Regions from separate parts of the Mus musculus genome. Here region 2 is linked to region 1. The links are chromatin contacts, called in public HiChIP or PLAC-seq maps. All regions are on one chromosome and are shown on one strand. The core of a region is the stretch at or near the end of the contact, and the rest is flanking DNA. Distances in the headings are between cores, read along the strand shown. Region 1 holds the start of Zfp709 (zinc finger protein 709). Region 2 holds the start of 1700026F02Rik (RIKEN cDNA 1700026F02 gene).

Region 1 (5,780 bases), core at 1,754-4,253:
CTTTGAGAAATTACATTCAGATCTAACATTCTCTGGTGTTTGTGTCTGTCACTCACCAACTCCTTGCCCAACTGAGTACCGGGACCCTGATTTCTCCCCCGGGTTGAGGGACTCTGACAGAGCCAGCCCGAGGTATGTTGGCAGCTGATAGGAATAGATACAGAATCTTGAAGCCAAACATCAGGCAGAGAGCCCAAATTGGAGAACTTCATTTTCGAGTTAAGGGAACCCCAAGGAAGAGGGGAAGAATTATAGGAGCCAGAGGGGTTGGAGATACCAAAAGAACACAGCCCATAGAATCAACTAAGTAGGGCTTATAGGGGCTCACTGAGATTGAAGCAGCAATCACAGAGCCTGCATGGGTTTGCACTAACTCCTCTGCATATATGTTATAGCTGTTAGCTTGGTGGTTTGTGAGACCCTGAAGAGTGGGAGCAGGTGTGCCTGACTGTTGCTAGATCTTGGGACCCATTTCCTCCTACTGGGTTGCCTCATTCAGCCTTGACATGATGAGAGTTTGTGCATAGTCTTACTGTATCTTGTTTTGCATGCTGTGTTTGGTTGATGTCCCTGGGAAGCCAGCTATTTTCTGGAAGAGGAATGGATGTGGGGGAGAAGGAAGGTGGGAAGGGAACAGGGAAGAGTAGAGGAATATATAAGGAAAGAAAAAAAGTTCATGGAAGGGTCTAGGAGATGGCTCAGCACATAAAGCATCCACTGTGTAAGCCTGAGTTTGAACTGTCAGAATTCAAGCAGAGCCAGAGATGGTAAGGCATATTTATAATTTTAACTGTGGAATCCAAAAAAAAAAAAAAAATTAAAGTTTAAATGCTTTCTTACTTGAAACAGGTAGAATCAAAGGCATAATTACAATAAAATCAAAACACATAACCAACGTTCAGCAGAGCAAAACAAATCTTGTGGTTCAGTGTCCAAGGTCTAGGAACTCCTATGACAAGGTGGCATTTAAAGCCAGGAGAATCCCTGGAAGCTGATGGGTCAGTTAGCCTGGAATATGCAGTAGTGAACAACAAAGACTGTCCTTTGACTTCTGTCTTAGTCAGGGTTTGTATTCCTGCACAAAACACCATGACCAAGAAGCAAGTTGGGGAGGAAAGGGTTTATTCAGCTTAAACTTCCGCATTGCTGCTAATCACCAAAGGAAGTCAGGATAGGAACTCACACAGGGCAGGAACTGATGCAGAGGCCACGGAGGGGTGCTGCTTACTGGATTGCTTCCCCTGGCTTGCTTAGCTTGCTTTCTTATAGCATCCAGGACAACCAGATCAGGGATGGCACCACCCGAAATGGGTTGGGCCCTCCCTCCTTGATCACTAATTGAGAAAATGCCTTACAGCTGGATCTCATGGAGGCATTTCCTCAAGGGAGGCTCCTTTCTCTGTGATAACTCCACTATGTTTCAAGTTGACACACCTACAGTTCTAGGGAATGCTCTTTTCTGACCTTCACAGGCATCAGACATGCATGGTATGTATACTTATATGCAGACTATACACTCATATGTGTGTGTATGTGTATCTTAAAAAAGCATACTAGTGGAATTAAAGACACAGATTAACACTAATCCAGTATTAGGTCATTTTAATACCTGTGTCCAATAGACAGGTTATCTGGATAAGAACTAGAGAAACATCAATATTCCACCAAAATATGAAAGAATATACATTCTACTGAGCAGTTCATGGAGGCTTCTCAAAAACAGATCATATCTTGGGACATAAAACAAAGCTTAACAAATTCTGAAAGGCTGAAATAACTTATGGGTCTTACCTGTCCACTGTGCAATGGAACTTAAAAATAACTGCAAACAAGTCTCTAGTAAGCATGCAAACTCACAGAAATTAAACAACTTAGTACTGAATGATGAATGGGCTAAAGAGGAAATAAAGAAAGAAACCAAAATTCCTGGAACAATATCAAAATGAAAAAAACAACAAAACCTTCAGGAACACATAAAAACAGAGTCCTATATGAAAGGAGTCTATAGCTTTAAGCGCATACATTAGAAAACCAGGAAGCCTGATTCCCTCACAGTTCACAAAGGAACCCAAAGACAGGCCAAACTGTCCATAAGCTTAGAGACCATCTTAGTACATAGGCACAGCTCATAAAATATATTACTACAGAAACTGAGTAGAGGAACTCTTAGTGGACAAGACATTTCACTTGGGGATCTCCACATACCTTATTTTCCTTCTTTCCATTTCCCCTTTGATACATAGCACCGACTACAGGCCATCTCTAACTAACTCAACTAACTAAAGGCCCACTTTTGCTTCAAAACAATAACCTCATCAGTAAAAACAAAATCCTTACCAAGCAATGTTTCCTTAAGTTTCTCTCCTTTTTTTCCAGTACCCCGGAGATGCTAGCACATCTTATATTTGGGGCTTCCCCTCTATTGCAATTCTCCTTTGAAATAGAATTTGCCCTTCATTCCACTTTAGATCAATGCCCACATCATTTCTAGGACAAAACATTTGTTATTTCTCTCGCCCCAACTACTTGTGTAGTTTTAATGAGTTTGTCAAACGGTAAATATCTAAACATTTAGGGACGTTTAGGCCTAAGAAGTACTGGGATGGGGTGGGGAAAGCAAATTCATGGATTTTTGATGTTGTTTCTAAAGACCATCAGAGGTTCTCAGGAACGTGAGTAGTAGTGGATCCCTGGCCCAGAGCCTGGAGCCCCTCGGCTCTCTGCACCGCGCACTCAGGAGTCCCAGGTGCAGACCTGCAGAGGCGAAGGTGAAGAAGACGCCGGGGTCCCGCCACCCTAGGAGCAGGGGGTCGAGGGCTTCCCAGCAGGCCTGCCTATCCGCCTCGCTCACCCAGGGCTCACCATGTCTGCTCCCAGGGCCTCCAGCGGCCCCGCGGCGGTTCCTGGGCTCGCCCGTCTCCGGGCCACGGAGGATCGATCAGTCACCTCGGGTTCTCAGCTGACCGGACAGCACCGCGCCGGAAGGGAGCGGGCGGCAGAGGCACTTCCGCCTTGTCCGCAGGAGCTTCTGAAGGGTCAGCAGACGCACGCGCTGTCCCGCGCATCCTTGCGGCTCTCAAAACTGTTCCTGCTAAAGTGTCACATGGCTAGGGAGGTTCTCTTGAGCTCGTACAGCTCTGCGGGTGTGACAGCACCCGAAAATGAGAGGGCAGGGGAGGGACTTCCGCTACGCCCGCCGGTCCCCAGGTTCTGACAGCTCTCGGTCCACCCAAGGCCTTCACCAAGGCTCCCGGGGTTGGCGACCCCTACTACCTCAGCTGCCACGACAATGCAATCCTGCGACAATCCTGGCTCACGGAAAAAGGATGGTGGAAGAGGAACTTCCGCTCTGCTCTCCGACTGTCTTCATTGGACAGTTCATACCGCTTTCTGCCTTTTGATGAGTGTTCAGCTAGTGAGGAACAGAATAAGCGAGTCCCTACCGGACTGAGGAGAACCAAAACGACATATTCCAACCATAACCCTTTCTAGCTAGGTTTCTTTTCTTGTTGAAGACCAGCCCAGATTGGTAGATAAATTCCATTAAAGCAGAAATCTCCTGGCTTTCCTGAGAGAGAATCCGTTTCTACCTGTCCTCTATAGATCTTTCTGGTTGCCGATTTCTGGAGAAATGTCTCACAGAGTGTCTCACAGAGACAGCCCTTTACCTCAGAGAACAAATGTATTTTCCGGAGAAGCAGAAAGTGTCTACCACCTGCTCGAGACCTCCATTCAGGCAAAGCCAGGACACACACACACACACACACACACACACACACACACACACACACACGTTGCTGCAGAAAATTTTTAGGCTGAATCAGTATGAAGCAAGACTAAAGTTTAAAACGATTTTTAGTATAAATTAAACAGTAGCATTACGAAAGGTGTAATGGGCCTGGAGAGATGGTTCAGCGATTAAGAGCACTGGCTGATCTTCCAGAGAGCCTGGATTCATTTCCCAGCTCACACAGAATGTATCAAGCCCGGTTCCAGGAGCTCTTAACATCTACCTTCTTACCTCTGCTAGAGAAGGCAGGTATGTGGTACACAGACATATATGCAGGCAAAATACTCCTAAGTATAATATAAGAAATGTGGCTTCCTATATTAGGGTTCTCTAGACTCACAGAACTTATGGATTGTCTCTATATTTTAAGGGAATTTATTGTAATGTCTTACAGTTGGTAGTCTAACTAACCCAACAATGGGCAGCTGGGAATGGGAAGTCCAAGGCTCTATTAGTTGCTCAGTCTCACGAGGCTGGCTGTGTCAGCTGGTCTTCTGTATAGGCTGGGATCCTGAAGAAGTAGGTTGCAACAGATGGCAAGTAAGTGTAAGCGGGCAAAGAGCCTTCTTTCAATTTCTTTTTGTAGGACTCCAGCAGGAGGTATGGCCCAGATTAAACGTGTGTACTACCATGCCTAGATTTGGAACTTGCTTTGTTCCAGGCTGGCCTTGAACTCAGAGATCTGCTTGCCTCAGTTTTCTGGGACTAAAGGTATGTATTACCTTGCCTGGGCCTAAGATTTTCACAGCCACTGTGGCTCAAGATCTCCATGTCAAGATCTGGGTCAGAAGCTTGAGTCTTCAGCCTCAAAATTTGTATCATAGGTGTGCCCTCCATTTCTGGATTGTAGTTCCCCTTACCTCCTGGGTTCTCAGTTTATTTTACACTTCCATTCATTTACCTGCAAGTTTTATGATTTGTTTTCCTTTACAACTGAATAGAATTTCCATTGTGTTTATATTGTTATGCCCAGGTCTCAGGAACCCCAGAAGAACTCTAAGAATTGCCAGTCTGATGCAATATAACAAAGAGAGCCTTAATTTATGAGTCAGTCTCAGATCGCAAGCCTTCTCCCACTGTGCAGGTTAGAAATGCAATGCCTATGTCCAGGGGCTTAGAGTATTTATATGCACACGCATAAGCAGGGAATCCTCGGGCTTTGGGGTTCCATAACAGGGGAGGTGACAAGGGGAAGAAGCATCCTTCAAACCTGCTATCTTTTGTTCAGACAGCGGGGCAGAATCATGCAGCTGGAAGTGGGGGACTCTTCTGACCTGGGAAGTAACTTTATGGTGCTATCAGGAACTAGTGTGCTTTTACAAACTGGTCAAAGCTGTCTAGGAACACTTAACTGCCCTTCTCTCATGGCCCAAGAGTGGGCCACTGTATCATTTCAAGGCTGTTTGGTCCTTGTTTCCCTCAAGGACAGGAGCCATCTGCACTGGAGAAAAATTAGTTATCTATCAAGGAGAGTGCCAGCCTCGGTGACACAGAGGCTGGGATGTGTTGCCCTTTGTCTGTTCCCAAAGCTGGCAGCTGCTGCTCCCTGAGTGGGAGTGGGGGGCTGTGGGGTGGGGTGGGCAAGAGTATCGATTAGCTGGAAAGTGCAGAGGCAGGTTTCCTGCTGTGTCTCTTCAATATACCACATTATCCACTCATAAGTTGATAGACATTTGGTTGCTTCTACTATGAATAGAGCACCAATGAACATGACTGAGCCAATATCTGTGGAGCAGGATGTAGAGCCTTTTGGGCATATGCCAAGGAGTGGTATAGCTGGATCATTTTTCTTCACAAGATTTTGATCTCTAGCATATTATAACACAAATGTATTAAATGAGATTATTTTAACAGCAGTTCTTCCCCAGTTGTCAGTTTTCTGACCATGTTCTTATTTCCATATGAATTTTAATAGCTGTTTCATGATCTGCACAATTTAATGAATATTATTCCTTCTTATACTCTGCTTCCTCAGCAGGGCTTATAAACT
Region 2 (5,780 bases), core at 1,717-4,216, 860 kb after region 1:
ATGAAAGAGAAGTGACTAAACCCTCTGGAAGTCCTAACTTCTTAGCACCTCTGGTTATTCACCAATTCAGAAGGAAAATTCAATGATCCCCAGGTCTCATAAAGAATTCTCTTCACTACCTTGTCTCATTTAAGTCATCGATGATTTGTGAACCAGAATAAACATGGAGCTTGGGCAGAGAGCTGAATCCAGAGACTCCAAGCAGGGGCCCACATTAAGGCTGAAAGGGAGAGCAATGGAGTTCCTTTTGGAGGTTTCTGGACAGATGACCTCCCCTGCACATGGCCTCCAGTGCCCAAAACAGTTGGAAATGCTGACGGTGAGGAGATGCAGAGCACCAGAAAACAGTAGATCCACATTTGAATGTGAAGTCTTCCTAAGGTGGTCACCCTGGCAGCAGTGGGATTGTTTTCTGAAGCACCTTTTTGCTACATCCACTCCAGTAGTGACACGCATTACAGGCCTGAAAACCTGGAAGCAGTCCTGAGGCAGGGAGTTTCAAGGAAACTTTGCCTCCTGGAACCTTGGCATTCTCATAGCCCGTATATTCAAAACCTGTCCCCACGTTAGTCTGGTGTTTGGATCCATGTGCTCTCTTTCAGAATTGTTTTCTTATAAGTGCCTTTAAGGTTTGATTTTGACATAGCTAAGCCTTCACCAGTGTTCCAATGGTTCCTAGAAAATCCTTGAAGCCGACCCTGAGCTTGGAATTCACTAAGAATGTTACCTATTCAGTAACACTTAAATTCACTTCTAGTAGAGACTGTGATACTAATTAGGCATTACAAAGTACAGAACTAGGAAAGCTCAGGGCTAGTCTGCATAGTAATTACTTAGGACAATAGCTGAGTCACACCCAACCACAGGAATACACAATGGCCTAGCAAATAGGTGGGTTGTCACATGAAAGGGTTAGTAGGAGGGAATTCTCCTGGTGCAGGTTTTTTACTAGGCCCAGAGGAATAGCATAATCAGGTATTTACTAAAACCCCTGCTGAGGGTTTAACAATAGACTAGCATTGTATCAGAGCATTCACCTGGCTCCTGTTGTTCCTATTCTCAGTGGTAAACTCCGCCTGGCTCCATCTTTTAATTTATGCATTCTTTTTGTTTTGTGTCAATATAACTTGGTGGATGTGTTCGCCTGGCTTTCTTGTTTTTCTTCTGTATTAAAAGTCTGGTGTTCGTTTGGACAAAATACATTCAGATTCAGCGCTCCCTTGTGTCTGCATCTGTCTGTCAATTCTCGCTGACCCTTACTCACCTGCAATCAGAAACCCATTCCCTACAGATCAGAGACTCAATAGAGGTTAGTCTATGGCACCTTTTGTCTGTGTGTTGGGTGGAATTGCTAGAATCATTCTTTACCTTCAGTAGAGTAATGGCATCAATGGGCTGGGTGCATACCTCAACCATAATGTGCCTGGAAGGAAACAAACTGAAAATTAGGCTGATAGAGTTACTTAGGCAGTCTCTTGGAGTTTATGAATTTGGCATCCTACTTAGGGAGAAACCCTGAAATGCTTCCACACTGGAAGGCAGGGATGGTGTGCCATTGTCAGGCTATAAGTTCCCCCCAAATGGCAGTGCCATTGACAGTATCCTAAATGACAGTCTGGGCTAAGCTCATGCTGAACTCAGGAGGATTGCTAGCAGATAGGGAAAAGCTTACACTCAACCTTTCTCGAAATCCTGTGAAATTGGTCCACAGCTAGGCTAGAGTCTTGGCTCTTCTCTCCCCTAACCTTCAGTCTGTTCTGGCTTGTAAGACTTTCCCGGACATTTTTTGTTATTCTCTCTGCCCACTCTCAGCCTCCCAGAGGTAGCCATGGAAGCTTAGAATTCCCCCCAAATCCCTCAGGCCATTTCTCTAGCACCCAAGAGCCACATAACAGCTTCATATTTAAAATAAAGCCATCAATGGAGCAGTTCAATGTTTCACTGTGCCCTTCCTTATGGCTATGATGACCTCCAAGTTACATCCTTCCTGGTGATGCATCCAAGGCTTTATTTTAGTTCTGTTGCCTCTCAGGTTTGGAAATCTATTCAGCCTTCTAAATGTCTAGAGTCACTTTGACTTTGGTTACAGCTTACTAATGTCTGGGTTAAGTCAAGTGTTTATTTTACTCAGTGTGTGCTGTTAAAGTGTGTACAATTGTATGCACCCACTTGTGTCTGTAGGGAAGCCATATCATACCTCTCTCTCTCTCTCTCTCTCTCTCTCTCTCTCTCTCTCTCTCTCTCTCTCTCTCTCTCTCCCTCTCTCTCTGTTGTCACGGTCTCTCTTTAAACCTGTAGCTCACCATTGGACTAGACGGGCTGGACAGCAAACCCCACAGATTCTGTCCAGCCCTACCACCCATCAGCAGCAGCACCTCCCCAGTTCTTAGACAGCAGCCATGTGCTTCCATCCTTTTTACATAGAGATCCTAACTCAGGTTACCATGCTCGTGGAGACAAGGATGTTACCCACTGAGCCATTTTCCTTTCCTCTGTGGAAAATTGTGGCACATACCTTCAGTTTCTGTATGCATTGGATAATAGTATTCTCTTCCTTTTCTTTGCTAAAATTGAATAGATTCACAGAAAATTTTGGCAAAAAGCTGGCCATAAAGTCAACTGACTGCCTCATGCCAAACTCCTCAAGCTTGACATCCTCTCACTGTCCTGTCCCTGTGCGTCTTGCCTGGCCTAGACAGCCCTTCTTTTTCTCCAGGGTCAAAAACAGGGTCAGAAGCAGATTGGCTCTGCAAAGCCAGGTACAAGCTCTATTTAAATGTAATTAAGGTCACAGGAAGCCCTTGCTGAGAAAATCTGCTGCGAAGTGCCATTTGGGATCCTGATCATCTGGTTGCTTATTCCGTTGCTCCGGGCTCCCCATTGGGTTTCTGAGAATTAGCGAATCAGGACCATGGGCGCAGTCAGAACTGTTCAAACAGGAGCACGAGGGGTTGAAGCAGACGTTACTGGCCTTTCTTCCTGACACCCTGTCCTGTCAGCTGCGGGAGTCCGAGGTGGCTGAGATTCACTGGCCCTGTGACCCCTGAGCCAAGGAGTTTCTTAAGAGATTGTAGGAGCCCTGGACTCAGACAAGTGAGAGGCCGATGTGCGGGCGTGGATGGGGCGGGGTTGTGGGAGGGGCTCTCGGTCTTTCAGCTCCCTGGAGTCCAATCCCACTGGAGCTTCTGCGCAGCTGCACCCGGGGTGTCTTGTGCGGGGTGGGGGGTGGGGTGATGAGCTGAAGGTAGGAGTAAGGGTGGGGTGAGCTGGGGGCGGAGCTGAGGGAGGGCTGGGTTGGGTATAATGGTGAGTGGACTGGGGACGGGGTTGGAGCCCAGCTACAAGTTCTCTGAGCAGCTAGGATACCTGAGAGACTTTGCATTCAAGAAAAATATTCTTTAAAACACTAAGTTGCCCCCTTGTGCCTGTGTTTGGCCTGACAGTAAGTTCCTTCGTTGGAAACGGGAAATCCACAGATATTTATGGTTGGCCTTAGAATAGAAGCGTCTCCTCTGAGGTAATTCTTACTAACCTTGGACCAGAGGCATTTATTTAAAAACAAAATGTATCTATCCACTGCCAGTACGTTCTCAATAGGGTTGGGGCCTGGAAATCGCCCACATACACACACCCCATCTATGCAGATGTTTTGACTGACTTGATCTTGTGTGTTATGCAGGTGGCCACAGCTGCTGTGAGTTCAGACAGCCCTTCACAGCCCTTCTCCAGATTCTTTCCTCCTCCATTCCTGTAGTGTTGCTGGTGGGTTAATATAGGTATCCCATTTAGGCCTGGGTCCTCAGTCTCTTTGATTCTCAGCGCTTTGGCCAATAATGCATCTCTTCATTGACTGCGGTCCACTGATAAAAGAAGATTCAGGGCAGCCCAGGTCAATGGTACAATCATTCTTTTTTGAGAACATGGCAACTGGTAGGTTTCCCATGCTCCCATGGATACCCCACACCCATGCATAGCACATATGGACAGCACAACCTGGGTTATCAAGAAAGGAAAAGACAAGAAGTTGTGATGGAGGAGTGGGAGGGACATGGGAATTGAAGGTAAGAAATGGGAGTAGACATGTTCATATTTCATTCTAAGTATGTATGAAATTCTCAAAAATAAAGTTTTAAAGTACAGCTGAAGGTTTCCTATGCCCTTATTTGAAAATGTTGTACTAGGGGAGAAGCCCAGTTGTGAGTATAAGCATCTGGAGATGTTTGTAGAGGAGGGTTTTTCATAGGAACTATTGAGATGCCTCAGTGGATAAGAGCACTCATGCATAAGCATGAGAAACTGGCTTTGGTTCCCAGGGTCCATATAACAAGTTCAACCTAGTCTCATGCTTTCCTGTAACCCCAACTCTGAGGCAAGTGGAGAGGACGATAGCAGGGGCCTGCTGGCTACCCACTTCGTAGAAAATATGCAAGCTCTAGGTTCACAGAGAGACCTCACTTTGAAGGAATAAAGTAAACAGTGATACAGGAGGATCCCAGTTCCCTCCTCTGGCCTCCAGATGTGCATCCACGAGTATAAGCACATGAAGATGCACATACCACACACACAATGTCTAAATTGCCTTTCTACTGCTGTAACAAAACACCATGTCAAAGGCAATTTATAAAACAAAGAAATTAACTGGGCTGTTTCTGAGAGTAAGAGTCTATAGTGATGGGGCAAAAGCATGGAGGCAGAACAGTTGAGGGCTCATGTTTTGATTCCAAGTAGAAGGCAGAGAGAGAAGGAGCACTGTAAATGGCAAGAACCGCTTGAAACCACAAATCCAGCCCCCAGTGACACACCTCGTCCAAAAAGAGCCACACCTCCTAATGCTTCCCAAACCTTTCCTCACCTGGGGACTAAATGCTCAAATATATGAGCCTATGGGAGCATTCTTGTTCACCAGAGAGGGGAAGGCCATAAAACACAAGGGTTTTCTTGGTAGGGAGGAACCAGCAGTATAAAGAACTTGATAACTCAGTGGTAAAGGACTCACTTGGTGGGAGGAGAGAACTGACTCCATACAAATGCCCTCTGACCTTCATACCCATGGTATGGTGTGCATGCACACAACTTTTATTTTCTAGTTTTTAAAAGAGATTTATGGAGGAGGAGTTAGAGGAATTTAGTAAGTTCAGCTCTTGGATCCTGTCTTAGTCAGGGTTCCTACTACTGTGGTAAAATACCATGACCAAAAACCAATTTGGGGAGGAAAGGGTTTATTGCTTACTCTTCCACATGACAGTCAGTCTATCCCGGAGAAACTCAAGCAGGGAAGGTACCTGAAAACATGAACTGAAACAGAAACCATGGCAGAACACTGTTTACTGGCTTGTTCCTTATGGCTTGCTCAACCTGCTTTCTTATATACCTCAGGACCACTTGCCCAGGGGTGGCACTGCCCACAGTGGGCTAGGTACAAACACATGAATCACAAATTAAGAAAATACACCCCATACTTGCCTGCAAGCCATTCTCAATAGAAGCATTTTCTCGGTTGAGAGTCCCTCTTCCCAAATAACCATAGCTTGTGTCAAATTAACATCAAAACTAACCAACATAGATTGTAAACGTTTCCCCTGTGGTCAGCCTCGCCGTAGAGGTGGAGTTCTGTACTTAGTGATGTTAGAACTGCAGACCTGGGAGAAAGAAATTTATAGAAGAAATTCTACCTAATATTTTGTCTTTACTGATGAGTTGAAGCAACAATTTCTAAGGTGACATGTAGAAATCTGGATAGTCTCTCATAAATCAAGGGCACGAAAGAAAACAGCTGAGCT

The links. HiChIP or PLAC-seq counts read pairs in DNA pulled down with a chosen protein or histone mark.
Region 2: an H3K4me3 HiChIP or PLAC-seq map of embryonic stem cells shows a contact between it and region 1, with 10 times the contacts expected there. The contact joins the promoter of 1700026F02Rik here to the promoter of Zfp709 in region 1. A contact is called at or near these places in 3 of 115 datasets of contacts at active chromatin or transcription factors (embryonic stem cells and stem cell-derived neural progenitor cells) and 1 of 9 other capture datasets (liver).

Annotation. Positions count from the first base shown.
Region 1 is chr8:71,879,291-71,885,070 of GRCm38.p6, reverse strand. It overlaps Zfp709 (zinc finger protein 709), which reads right to left and starts at 3,003. Exons shown (of 4, transcript NM_145624.4): 1 at 2,863-3,003. The coding sequence starts at 2,865. Gm5373 (inversin-like) reads left to right here and starts at 4,552. Exons shown (of 13, transcript XM_017313040.2): 1 at 4,552-4,874. The coding sequence starts at 4,834.
Region 2 is chr8:71,023,941-71,029,720 of GRCm38.p6, reverse strand. It overlaps 1700026F02Rik (RIKEN cDNA 1700026F02 gene), which reads left to right and starts at 2,966. Exons shown (of 3, transcript NR_045487.1): 1 at 2,966-3,093.